Regions from separate parts of the Mus musculus genome. Here regions 2 and 3 are each linked to region 1. A link is a contact called in public HiChIP or PLAC-seq and promoter capture Hi-C data. All regions are on one chromosome and are shown on one strand. Each heading gives the region's core, a stretch centred on a gene start, on an enhancer-like site or on the middle of the called end of the contact. The rest is flanking DNA. Distances are from core to core; before and after follow the strand shown. Region 1 holds the start of Hcfc1 (host cell factor C1). Region 2 overlaps Zfp185 (zinc finger protein 185). Region 3 holds the start of Pnma3 (paraneoplastic antigen MA3).

Region 1 (4,382 bases), core at 1,242-3,741:
CAACCTCTGCAAAATGGTAACAAATTAACACCAAAGTGGTCAATTGTTTTCAGTAAACTAATGAATATGTAGAGGTCCCAGGAAGCTAAGACATAGGCCTGCAATGGACTTTGGAGCTGACTGTAATTAGGCCCCTGCCCTACTTTCTAAAATTGTATTTCCCTGCCAGAAAGTCTGCTCCGGGCCTTAGTAGAAGAAAGGTGGTCCAGGAAATGGAGAAGGTGTTGCTGCTGCTCCTGTGGAAGACATCTCTAAAAACAGCTCTACTACTACACAAGTTGTACCCCTGCCCTTAGCCTTACCTTACTGGGCTAATTTCTGCCACCACAGCTGCCTGGGCTGACATAAGCATCACCAACCTTCCCACCCCCCTTTCTGCAGAGGCCCTGAGAAAAGCCCAGCTCCCTGCAGGCAACAGGTGTGGAGAGACAAGGAACTCAAGAGGGTTGAACCCACCAGTCTTTCAGAGTCAACTTGGGAGGGGGAATAGTTCAGAGGTGCAGAGGCAGGCCTGTATACTCAGCCTGGCAGGGGAGGTGCTGAGAAGCTGCCAGGAGAGTCTGGCTCCAATTCTTGTTCCATGAACTACCCCAGACCACGATCTCCTGCCTACTTTCTGCCTCCTCAGTGTGGAGTGTGTGAGATGGAGGGTGGGGTCAATTGCTTCACACTTGGTCCTGCCCTCAAATGAAGAGGAGGTGCCTGGGACCGCAGGGGCCCAGAAAGGATGAGGGTGCACGGAAGAGGCTAAGGAGCTGGCAAGGGAGGAAGCACTGCAGGCTGCACCTACTGCAGCAGAGGGAAGCTTCTAGTCTACCAGAGGCAAGGGGGCTGGCTCTCACCTGGACACAACTGGCACATACTTTCAGCTTTGGCAAGCCCCAGCACTTCTTTTCCCTTAGGGCAAGGAAAAGGTCCTGAAGGCTCTTGGGCAGTCAACCGGCGACTCAGGCCAATCCCCCGTACTACATGTGCAGAAAGTGCCAAGAGGCTACCAGAGAAGGACTCAAAGCTTTCTGCCCTAAAGACAGAGCAAGGGAAGCAAGCAAGGAACAACATGTGGCTCCCATAAGGGAGGGGACAGAGGCCAGGCTTTAGATCAGCTATACCTGCAGATAGGCTCCTCCCAATTTGCAAGGGCTTGGGTTTGGGGAAGGAGGCACTAGTTAACCCCTTCAATCTCTCTCTCTCTCTCTCTCTCTCTCTCTCTCTCTCTCTCTCTCACACACACACACACACACACACACACACACACACACACAAAAGACACACTGAGCCCTCCAGTCTGCTATGGGGGGCGGGGTGGGGGAACTCAATTGTTAAGGCACCAGATTAGGAAAAGAAATAATTTGAAGGAAAAAAAAACTACAAAAATTCACAACTGGTACAATACCCCCATGTGTGTGTAGGGGGGGGCAGTATAGTCATCATGCCATTCGTATTTGCCACGAGGGTCTCATTAGTCTGTTAAAAGCCTGCACCTTAAAGAATGCTTCCCTCTTTTTTTCTGGGTGTAGAGAACGGATCTGTGATCTAAATATTATCTTTTCTCCCGAACGAGCATGGGCGCTGGAGATGAGGACTATCGCAGGAGGGGGGAGGATTCCGCCTGCGCCAAGAGAACACATCCGCTGCCGCGCCAGCCCCAGCCCACTGGGTAACGGTGTACGTCTGAAGTCACTGTCGCCCGCGACATCCCCTCCCCCTCACCAGTCGGAGTAGAGGGTTTCTCTAAGTACCGAAATGCAACCTTTAAACACAGAAGAGTACGGGGGTGTAAGAACGGGGGTTGAAAAATCAGGGAGAAAGCAAAGATGGCAATAAGTGCAAAGAGAGAAGGAAAACACATCAGGGGAGTGAGATAGGAAAAGAGAAGATAGGGAAAAGAAGGGTTAGGAGAGAGATGGAGGGAAGACTTTGAGAAACCCAGGGCGGTAGCACTTACCAGTGTTGTACACGTGTAGTTCGTCCACTATCCCCTCGTTGCCGCCGCCAAACACCACTATAAGCTCCTTGATAGCCACTGCACGGTGGCCGTGGCGGGGTCGGGGCACGGGACCCGACCAGCCCACCACCCGTTTCCAGCGGGGCTGCAGAAGCACCGCTGGCAAGTTTGCGGGAGACACAGCCGAAGCCATAGTTCCGGTTAAGGATGCAGTGGGAAGAGGTCACTGAATGGGAGGATACCCTTAATTCTTCACACACCCCCTTTCGTCTAAGGCAGCTCTCACGAAGAAGCGGCTCCTTACACAGCGGTGGACGACTCCATGGAGGCCGCCATCTTAACTATCCTCCTTCCTTTGGCTCTTCCCCCCCTTCTCACTCAGCTCGTATCCTTAAAAGCTTCTCAGAACTGCAGAGCACCTATTCCCGAGAAGCTGGAGGCCACTGAGCGCCGTCGCTCTAACTATTTGCCTGGGTGTTCCCGCTTAGAACCTCGAGCAGGAGGCTCTGGGAGCCGCCATCTTGAGCCGCCTCTCTCTCCTCCCTTCCTCAGTCGTAGCCCTCCCCCGCCGGAAATGGCGGAGCCCCGGCCCGGTTCCCACACCCCCCGTCCCCAGCACTGGCTGGCTTCCGGGGCGGGTGGAAAAGAGCCACAAATGCCGCGGTTGTCTCAACTTCGCCGACAGTCAGACCACAATTGTGGAAGCCGCCATCTTGAAACCGTCCTGCTTCCCCACCCAGCACTTAGTACAACCACCGATCGCAGAACCCCAACGTTCCTAAGTAATAAAGGCGTGTCAGAGGCTGGCGGAACGGGCTCCAACTCTCAGTTGCTGCTCGAAGCCCCGACCCGTATGGCTCGAGAGGTTTTGCACCTCTCCCTTGAGTCCGCCTCTGCTATTCAGGCTGTGGCGGCCGCCCTGGGAGCCGCCATCTTGAGACTAGCTTCTCTTCCCCCCCCCACCCCACCTATCCTCTTCTTCCTGGACAGTTCTTCCACAGCAAACCAAACGCAAGGCAGCGTCCAATCCTCGCTTCCCTCCTTAAGACTCCTTCCCACAGGAGCCGCTCGAAAGAGCAGGAGTTAAGACCCGAAGTGACAATTGTACGGCAGAAGAAGCGGTAACGGCAGGGCGATCATGCCTCCTCCCTGGGAGCCGCCATCTTGTGTGAAGAAGTAACAACTAAACATGGCGGCTATCGGGCGAGGGGGCGGGGTCAGAAGACGTCACCTTTCCCCCTCCTCCCCGCCTTCGCACGTCTTTGACTCTGGTCTCAAGCCTCTTAAAGGACCCAAAGCTCATAAAGAATTAAAAGCTTCTTTAAAAACCAGTGCGTTGTCTATTTGCGGGCGAGTTGGTGCTCTGTGCAGTAAGCTAGAGACAGTAGAGTTCAGGTCAGGTGCAGTAGTGCCCCGCCCTGCACTCCCCCCCACCAGGGCTCTTCCACGCCTCCACTCTGGGAGTCGCCATCTTGCCACTTCCCCACGCCCGGTCGTCTGCGGGCGTCAATAGCGAGTTTCAGCACAAAACAAAGATGGCCGCGGCATCTAGGGATGCCCGGATGAAAATCTAACTCCGTTCAGTCGCTTGGCCACGCCCCCTGGGAACTGTCTCCCAGGTCGCTGATGGGACACAAACCAGAGAAATGGCCTTTAACTAGCAGTGGCGGCATGACACATGGTAGTTAAGGGTGGCAAAGAATACTGCGATTGCACCCTTTGCTGAGAAGCATCTCTTTTCCCGCTCCGAACACTCTGCGACACTTAGAACCCAGCTACAGCGGGTAGCTGCAGGCGGGGCCAGAGCGGAAGGTGACGCCATGAGCTCACAGGGGCGGAGCTGCTGCCCGCTCCCAGGAGCGCCAGCAACACCCCGAGGCGTCTCCACATCCGCCCGCGCCTCCCGAAGGACTCGGCCACGCGCTCTGAATTGCAGCGCACCAGGCTACCCGCAGCCAGCGGCCCTGGGAGGCTACCGGCACCGGAGCAAAGCCAGCGCGGGAGCAGTCTGCGCCACTCGCGTCACCCGCCCCGCCTTCTTCCCAGGGCTTCTCGCCCCACCTTTGCGCAGGCGTACAACATCTTTATGGGTCCGCCCTTTTTTGAGATTTGAATTTTCCCCAGCAAAGGCAGAGAAGTAAAAATCCCCGGATGGTGAACGCTGTTTTTTTTCGCGCCAATATTGTAAGCTCACACAACAACCTTGAAAAAGGAGCGTTATCGTCTTCATGTCTACGTTCCAAGTCTCCAAGGAGGCCATTTAGACACAGCACTGTCATCACTGTCATAGGCAGGTTGTAGCACAGAGGTCCTAAACTGATGTCCCAGAGCACACACTAAAAGCAGATTATTTCTCCACACTAACCTTTCTTTATTCCATCCTTATTTTAACTACTAGTGGAATTTTGACATTTCCTATAGTTGAAAATGTAGGAAG
Region 2 (4,382 bases), core at 673-3,172, 960 kb before region 1:
CTTAAACTCATTTGCAAAATAACATGAAGTATCTTTCTAGATTTGTAGGATTTAGTGCAGTCTGTTACAGTTATCTCACTTATACTAGTTTGAAGTTTGATTTTGTATGTATATGTGGGTGTACATGTGTATGCATGTCTGTGTGTATGTTCACATGGGTATGCTCCTGTGTGTGTGTGTGTGTGTGTTTATGTGTGTCTGTGTGTTTGTGTATGCGCATGTGTGTCAAGACCAGAGATCAACTTCTAGTGTCATTCCTTAGGCACCATACATCGTGTTTTGTGAGACAGGATCTCTTATCAGGACCTAGGATTTAACATGTTCCAAAGCATAGAGTAGTTGAAGACTAATGAGTGAGGAGACTGGATCAGGGCCGTGTTCCATATAATGAAATTTTATCAGGTTTTAATCCAAAGAAGAACGGCTGTGGTTTATAGACTTAAAGATGAATAGGTATTTGAATTTTAACACCACACTACAGTCACCTTTTACATTAAATCATATGCTGGGAGGTGGTGTGGAAAATGGATCTGTAAGCTACAGGCCTTGTTATGCACCTTTTTTTTTCTTTTAAATTTTACTAACGATTAGAACTGAGGAAAATAATAGCTGATGATAGCTACAGTATGTTGTTTTTATGTACTTTACAGTTGCCTCAATAACCCTGTGAGATGGGTAAATGGGGAAACAAACAGGTTAAGTGATTTATCCAAAACCATACCCGTGGTAGCTGAGAGCTAATGAACAGCCTCAAGGAGAAACCTTCTGAGAAACTTGAGCAAGCTAGTTGATGAAATGTGTTTGAAGGCTAATGTCTCCTTCCAGCTGGTGTACTTAATCTGGTGTTATTCCCCAAGCCAAGAAAGATTTCTGATTGTGCAATTTGATAGAGGAGAAAACTTGGGTCCACACATGTGATGAGCAAATAGGAATAAACTCTAAATCTGCCCTACTGCAGAGCTCAGGCCCAGATAGTAACATTGCTCTAATATTTACCCGTTTGAAAAATCAAAGCAAACATTTCTGATGACACTGTTTAATAACTGGCTATGTTTGGATTGTTTTTTTTCCCATTTAAATTAAAAAAATTATATGTATAAGTGTTTTGCCTGCACATGTATGTTTTTGCACACCACCCATTTGCCACGTCAGTGGTGGCCAGTAGAGAGAGGACAGTGGATCCTCGGAGACTAGAGTTAGAGATTGTTTCTAGCTGTATGTGGGTGCTTGTAATAAAACTTAAGATTTCTAAAGAGTACACACTGCTCTTAACTGCTGAACCATCTTTCTAGCCCTTCATCTGGGGAAATATTAATAACAAGAGTTCTTGAGATTTTTGTTTAATTTCCTGAAGGTATGTCTCCAGCGTTTTTCTTAAGCATTTCAATTTCCTCTCTTCTCCAGTATACACTGGAGATGGCAGCTCTCAATCAGAGGTTTGTCCTGCCCACCCCTACCCTCTTGCGTCATACAGTAGTAACCGAAGATTTTTTGGGTTGCCACAACCGAGGGTGGCTTCTAAAGGCTAAAAATCATGGATGCTGCTAAACGACCTATAGTGACAGGTGATATTAGTGCCTCATTCTCAACACACACAGTATTATTATCCAGACAAAAACGTTAATATTAATATTGACAAGCCTTGCTCTAGCAACTTATGTTCACTTGGGGGAACACACACACACTGAGGAGTGTGTCAGCATAGATCTAGTCAGACTGCCGCAGACAGGCACCACGAATACGGACGCATGCACCCGTGACTGCAGCAGATTTCTGTTGCGCAGGCAGATTTGGATCGCTCCTGCGGGGGGGGGGCGGGGAGGGAAGGGGGGAGGGGGCGCATGCGCATGAGTAAGCTAGCCAGCTCCAGGGTAAGAATACACCTACTCGCGCGGCCATTTCCTGCAGCCGCTAGCTCAGGCTGAGGTGCCCGCTATGAAAGGAGAGTACAAAATGGCTGCTCCAGAGACCAGCTTCTAAGGGGCTCCTCCTGAGGCAGTGCTAGCTCCAGCCACGAGATGGCGCTGGAGGATCACAAATGGTCCCTGTTGCGCCAGTGCACTCCCGTTACCCATCCCCCTACTAGTAATGTCAGAGGGCGGTTGACTACAGTAGCCTACTTAGGAGTGACCAAACCCAAGGATAGTCCCCTTTCCTTTGATAAACAGTGGTTGATGGGCTTGAGGACAGACCCAGGTGACAAAGTTAATGTAAATGTCAGAAGCCTTAGGAGCTTTACCCAGTGTTCATTTGATTGTGCAAAGTGGACTAAATGCAGGGATTCTTGAGCTTGAATTTAAGCCCAAGGTAACTTTATGGGACCCTTGGATCACTCAGCTCTTACATGAACAATAATGGAAATAGTTTCCACCATAGACAGTTCAAAGAGTTAAATGGGTTTACATATGTAAAGCATGCAGGACACTGAGGAGTGTGTACAAAATATTATCAAATGCTACATTTATTCTTTATTTTATTTTATTTTATTTTACTTTTAATTTATTTTTTACACTCCATGTTCCATTCCCTGCTCCCCCCATCCACCCTCCAACTGCTCCATATCCCATACCTCCTCCCCACCCCACTCTGTCTCCACGTGGATGTCTCTACCCCACCCCACCTGAGCTCTAAACTCCCTGGGGCCTCCAGTCTCTTGAGGGTTAGGTGCATCATCTCTGAATGAACACAGACCTGGAAGTTCTCTGCTGTATGTGTGTTGGGGGCCTCATATCAGCTGGTGTATGTTGCCTGTTTGGTGGTCCAGTGTCTGAGAGATCTTGGAGGTCCAGATTAATTGAGACTTGCTGGTCCTCCTACAGGATCGCTCTTCTCCTCAGCTTCTTTCAGCCTTCCCTAATTCAACAACAGGGGACAGCTGCTTCTGTCCATTGGTTGGGTGCAAATATCTGCATCTGACTCAGCTGCTTGTTGGGTCCTTCGGAGGGCAGTCATGATAGGTCCCTTTTTGTGAGTGCTCCATAGCCTCAGTAATCAAATGCTACCTTTATAAAACCTTCAAGATAGATAAAGTTCTGCCAATTTTTTTTTTTGTTGTTTATTCAGTCATTTGATAGCACACCGTCTTACCTTTTTCCTTCAAAGTTTTGGTATCACATGTTAAATCTAAGACTTAGATTGTTTTCTTCTTTGTTGTGTTGCAAGTGTGGATTTTTTCTAGTTTGTATTTGACACACGAAGGTGAGTGTTAGACATGTACTCAGTGCTGGCAACTGTGGTCAGGCAGCAGATTACATTGCGTAGAAAGTGGCATTGTCTTCTTGTGCAGTATGTAGTTAGGTCAAAAATTGGCAGTGGTTGCCTTAAGCTACCAGAGTCTGTGAAGGCTTCAGAGAATTCAACAGATATCACATCCTATGGGCCTCCTTCTCTCTCCCCACTCCAGTTTAGCAGTAGCTGAGGCCGAGTGGCAAGAAATTAAGATACTCCCTTCAGGATGTTATAGTGCACAGAAAGGCATCCTGTGAGGGTTTGACCAATATCTTTTTCATGACCTATAAAGGTTACAGCTGAAACTGCAGTTGCCCTGCTTCAAGGCCCAGGGTTTCCCCATATTGCCCTGCCTCCGAGCGGCTCTTTCTGAAGAACCTTGCCTCTGTTTACTCAGCACTACTTCCTGGCAGAGCTGGAACCAGCAGAGGAGTTTAGTATCCTCTTACCTGAGGCTGAAAACTTCAATTAGTTTTACAACCTAGTCCCTGAAAAGCATGGCCATCGCACATTCTTTTTGTTCTGCCAGCTTAGAGCCTCCCAGGGATGGTAGTCACTGATAATGGGTTTTTATTCTGTCCTTACCTCAGGAGTTCCCAGAGCACTGCAGGGAGGTTCTAAGATGATAAAATAAAGAGACAGGAGTAGTGATGAGAGATGAGTGCAACACCTTCTACTGTCTTTCCTGTGGCCCCCACCTTTGAGAGGACATTGCAGACAAACTGAGGAAGACATACCCTCCTCGATGGCCTCAGATGTAGCTCGAGCTGTTTATGTCAGTGCGGTAGCTTGTTTTTCTTACTCCAGGCCACTGCCTGGGTTCTCTGAATGTGCTCAGAATGTTGATACCCTGGTCCTGGGGCGGTGTTGACTGCTTTCTCGGGTTTGAGATGTTGGAATGGGACTGTGATCAACATAAGAAGTCTGCATGTTTCTTGGTGCATGAGGCAAGAGGCAAGTCTGTTTCCCAGAGCGTACATGGTAAGCTGCTAGGTTTGCTGAGGACTACTTTTCTTTATCCAGTGGTGGTGTCAAAGTATGACAGGGAGCATGAGTGACACGGACTGTGGGGAAGAGAGAAATGGAATGAAAAAGACAAGGAAGGACCACGCTTAAGAAAGCAAAAGAGAGAGTGAAGACAGTTTGTGTGTGTG
Region 3 (4,382 bases), core at 618-3,117, 900 kb before region 1:
GGACACTTTGAAAAGTGATTTAGCTTTTATTTCTAAGTTCTCTCTAAAAAGGTTCCTATGAAAATTGTCTAAGAAAATGGGATTGGGGCTTGTTCTCTCTTTGTCCTCAGCACTTATACATCTTTCAGAATACATTATCACGTGGTAAAAAGTTCACCGCAAGTTTACACATAAAGTCAAATCATAAATTGAATAAGAAGTTTACAACAAAATAGTAAGAATCCAGTCAGAACAAAGACAAATCCATAGGGATCTTTGCTGTTTGGTCCCTGACAACAGGCAGATTAACAAGCAGAAGACCGCCAATGAGTTCTGTGCCATACCTCTATACATTCTAAGACCAGGGTGGATGAGTAAACAACTAAACTCCAACTAAACATCACAGGCCCATTTTCGCGTGACTAGAAAGAAGTACAAGTTTAGAATAGAACTTATAGAACACACAGACAATATGGTATTCTGCCTGAAGATTAGTCAAACATCCCCCATTCAACTGCCTCCCTGGGAGCACCCCTGCCCCCACAAATACAAAAAGTTAGACTATCAGAAGCCAGAGGAAAAAAACAGACCCAAGGGTTTGGGTTTCAAATCTCAAAAGCAGCTTTTCAAGACCCTGGATGTACAGCAGGCAGAGTAGGAAAGGCCTGTCAGATGCTGGACCATGCTTCTATGAGCTAGCCAGTGGCCCCAAGGATAGCAAAGCATGCAGGTCCCATGGTGGTGAATATGCCTGAAGCCCCTTCCCATGGAGACTGGCATCACCCAGATGGTGCGTGCTACGTGGGGAGTGGTGGTGGGTGTGTTTGAGCTCATATGAGCTCATGTGGTATCTATCTACCAGGTGTTGCTTGCCCAGCTCTGTTACTGGACTAGATCTAGAAGGGGACTCACCAGGGGGAAGAAACCTCGGAGCCCCTGCTTCCTGGCCTTGATCAGGAGACAGAGCTGGAGGGGCCACCACAGCTTTCTGGTGCCCTTCTGTGGAGACCCCTGAGCACTCTGCGGTCCTGAAGTCTATTCTCGAGAGAGAGAGAGGGACTGGCCTGCATTCAGGATGTCACCTGGGGACAGCCAAAGGCAGGAGGAAACTGAACACTAACTCACAAACCCCAGATTCAGAGGATTGAGGTGGGGTCTCCTGTGCTGGGGGAGCAGGGGTGTATTGGGGATGGGTAGCAGCAGGTGACGTCACCGGAGGCCCCAGGTTGCCCAAGGCCTAGGCAACAGACACGTCGTGTGATCCTCATGCGCCAATGGCCCAGCTGTCTCCCAGGCGACGCAGAGGGTCTGTGCTCCAGCGCCACAGCACCCCCGCCCCAAGTCCGCACTGCAGAGAGCTGTGGCGAGCCGCGCCGGCGCATTGGACAACTTGCGGGGACCAGAGGGCCAGAGAGAGCAAAGGAGCTGGCAAGAGACCCTGGAAAGGAATGGTGTTCGACCCCGCCTCCTCTCTGAGCAGTCTGGGAACCTCGCTGTGGGACTGAATTGAGGAAGCATCTTGCCTTAGGAAGAGGTACCAGATTCTAGGAGGAAGCGGCTGGCCCAGGCAGCCCCCTCTGCCCAATCGGGTGGGACTGCTGCAGCCTTTGGGATGGGGAGGGGGCTGCAGTGGGCCCAATCCGGTGGGACTGCTGCAGCCTTTAGGGTAAACAGGAGGCTGCAGTATATAGTGATGGGAACCTATAGAAGTGTCTTTGCTGGAGGCAGGTGGAGGCTGGGTGTGGTAGGGAGCCGAGCTGGAGTGGGGGTGGGGCGGGGGAACGCATTAATTTCCTTTGGCCCTATTTACAGACTCTAGAGACCCGGAGGAGCTACAGATCTCCTGGGACTTGCCTCAGATTTATGTGCATCACATCCTACTCACCCCCTCCCCCCACATTAGAGTCTCTTGAAGTTGGGGCCATGCCATTGAACCTGTTGCAAGACTGGTGTAGGGGGGAGCATCTGAACACCCAGAGGTCTATGCTGATCCTGGGGATTCCAGAGGACTGTAGTGAGGATGAGTTTGAGGAGACTCTGCACGAAGCTCTCAAGCATCTGGGAAGATACAGGATCATCGGCAGGATGTTTAGGAGGGAGGAAAATGCCCAGGCCTTTTTGGTGGAACTTGCACGTGATTTTGACTATGCTTTGGTGCCCAGGGAAATAGAAGGAAAGGGTGGGCCCTGGGAAGTGGTTGTAAAACCCCCTCATTCAGATGATGAATTTCTTAATAGACTGAATCACTTCTTAGAAGAGGAGAGGAGAACAGTGTCAGACATGAACAGGGTCCTTGGGACACACTCTAATCATTCACCTACCAAAACGACTATATCAGCAGATTTCTGGGTCTGGGCTCAGACTCTAGGTGCAGTGATGCAGCCTCTGCTAGAACAAATGTTGTACCGAGAACTAAGAGTCTTTTCTGGGAACACCATATCAATCCCAGGGTTATTGGCCTTCGATTCCTGGCTTGAACACACCACTGAGATGTTACAGATGTGGCAGGTACCTGAGGTAGAAAAGAGGCGGAGGCTGATGGAATGCTTAAGAGGCCCTGCTCTACAGGTTGTCAATGTGCTCCGTGCCAATAACGCTGCCATTACAGTGAAGGAGTGCCTGGAGGCCCTGCGGCAGGTATTTGGCTCTGTGGACAACCGAAAAATCGCCCAGCTGAAGTTTTGCAAGGCTTATCAGGAGCCAGGAGAGAAAGTTTCTAGCTTTGTGGTGCGTTTGGAGACCCTGCTCCAAAAAGCCCTAGAGAAAAATGCAATATCTCGAAAGAATGTGAACCAGACCCGCCTGAAACGAATTTTAGGTGGGGCTATCCTTTCTGCAAAACTTCGAGAGAAACTTAAGATGCTGAAACAGCGTAGAAGGCCACCTGGTTTCCTGGCCCTAGTGAAGCTTTTCCGTGAGGAGGAGGAAGAGTGGGAGGCCACTAGGGGTTCAGAGAGGAGCTGCTATGAGGGGCTGGAGTTAGGCCCAAGTCCCTCTAACATAGGCAGTGAGGAGAGAGAACTATTTGTTCCGGCCTTTGGTAGTGTTCTTGAGGAAAGGCCTTACCAGGGTTCCCGCCGCCGCCGCCACAGGAGGAGAGGCCAGCACAGAAAGGGAGGTGTGCCCAGGGATGATTCTCAAGGCACAAGAAAGCAGAATTATGACACATTCTGCTATAGTTGTGGGGAAGATGGCCATATCAGAGTACACTGTTTTAACCCTTCCAACCGGACCTTGGTGAAACAGAAGAGACAGGCTGCAATGGAGAAGGGAAACAGGAGCTGGGCTTGGGAGAAGAGCCATCCCAAGCCCAAGACCAAGTAGGCTCCAGGGAACAGGGTAACCTTTGTTCCTGTAAGCCAAGGAGAAAAAAGAGATATTTGAAGGAGGGGGAAGAACAGCTCAAAAAAATCGCAGAGAACCTTAGAAAGGCACAGGGGCAATGTAATCAGTCAGAAGTCAAGGCCCCTAAGCCAATACCAGCTGGAGAAAATTCTAACAAACAAAAATCCATTGCATTCAACTCAATAATGACCACACGCAAGACCTCTAAGATTCACCAGAGAAGGAAGCCTCAAGGAACTGCTACAGATGTGTGGGGCCACAAGAACTCAGATGGGGGTGTCAGCAAAGTGAAGGCAACTTCAAGTCCATATGGGGTGTGGAGGAGCCTGCCACAGGGTTGTCTTGGGCAGAGGACACCAGTGCCTGGGAACAAGCACGGCTAGGCAGGGAGACAGTACCCAGGAGAGGAGGCCGCAGGATCCAGCCTGTCTTCAGGATCATCTACACAGCTCTAGGGGAGCCCCATGAGGGCAGCACCCTTGAGTCCTTTCGTGAGTGAACTCCCCCCGCCCCTGTGAAACCTGCAAGCCTCAGGACCCAAAGGACCCGGGAGGCAAGTGCCAACACAAGGCAGTTTCCTTCTTGACACCCTGACAGGACACTAGTGCCTGAGAAAAGCCCCAGGCTGGGGCACATGGCACCACAGGGTTAATGCCCTCAGCTGGCCTGAGAGCCTGGGAGTGTGCAGGACAGGTTTTGTGTGAGCAAACAGGAGCAGCAGAAAGAGGACTCTGTGTGTGGGGCGGGGGCAGGCAGGGGGCGGGGGGGGGGGGGAGAGTTTGTTCTGCTCTCTTTTGTCCAGGGCTGCTGGAGAATTCCAGAGAGCAAGCAGGGACAGCCAGGTGAATACAACTCTGCCAGGCAGCTGCCAAGGCTGGCCCCAAACCCTGCCGACCTGGAGGGTGGCCTGGCAGCTTTGCCGAGGTGCCATCCTCCATCTGCCACCCATAACCAAACAGGTGGACATCACAGAAAAGGCCATCTCAAGGGTTCTGCCAACTGCCTGGCTCTCCCAACACAAATGCCCCTTCCTCTTCCCTTTCCCCTCTCCCCCTTCC

What was found. Promoter capture Hi-C pulls out the DNA fragments that hold promoters and counts their contacts. HiChIP or PLAC-seq counts read pairs in DNA pulled down with a chosen protein or histone mark.
Region 2: a contact with region 1 is called in an H3K27ac HiChIP or PLAC-seq map of neural progenitor cells, with 5 times the contacts expected there. The contact joins the enhancer-like site here to the promoter of Hcfc1 in region 1. A contact is called at or near these places in 5 of 39 promoter capture datasets (cranial neural crest, erythroid cells, hippocampal neurons and 2 more), 3 of 484 Hi-C or Micro-C datasets (cerebellum, double positive thymocytes and uterus) and 14 of 115 datasets of contacts at active chromatin or transcription factors (astrocytes, cardiomyocytes, differentiating embryonic stem cells and 11 more).
Region 3: a promoter capture Hi-C map of liver shows a contact between it and region 1, with 2.9 times the contacts expected there. The contact joins the promoter of Pnma3 here to the promoter of Hcfc1 in region 1. A contact is called at or near these places in 3 of 39 promoter capture datasets (hippocampal neurons and liver) and 3 of 115 datasets of contacts at active chromatin or transcription factors (astrocytes, neural progenitor cells and trophoblast stem cells).

The regions. Positions count from the first base shown.
Region 1 is chrX:73,963,866-73,968,247 of GRCm38.p6, forward strand. Hcfc1 (host cell factor C1) reads right to left here and starts at 2,492. Exons shown (of 26, transcript NM_008224.4): 1 at 1,946-2,492. The coding sequence starts at 2,138.
Region 2 is chrX:73,006,314-73,010,695 of GRCm38.p6, forward strand. The region is part of intron 12 of Zfp185 (zinc finger protein 185); the gene reads left to right. Among named protein-coding and RNA genes, the nearest start is that of Mir2137, 16 kb to the left of the region's middle. Within about 2 kb of position 1,923, at least 324 of the 459 cell types and tissues checked have an H3K27ac peak or open chromatin away from gene starts, as enhancers often do. A contact at or near this core is called in cardiomyocytes, cerebellum, differentiating embryonic stem cells and 7 more, where this site is marked.
Region 3 is chrX:73,062,920-73,067,301 of GRCm38.p6, forward strand. Pnma3 (paraneoplastic antigen MA3) reads left to right here and starts at 1,868. Exons shown (of 1, transcript NM_153169.2): 1 at 1,868-4,382. The coding sequence starts at 1,903. The coding sequence ends at 3,303.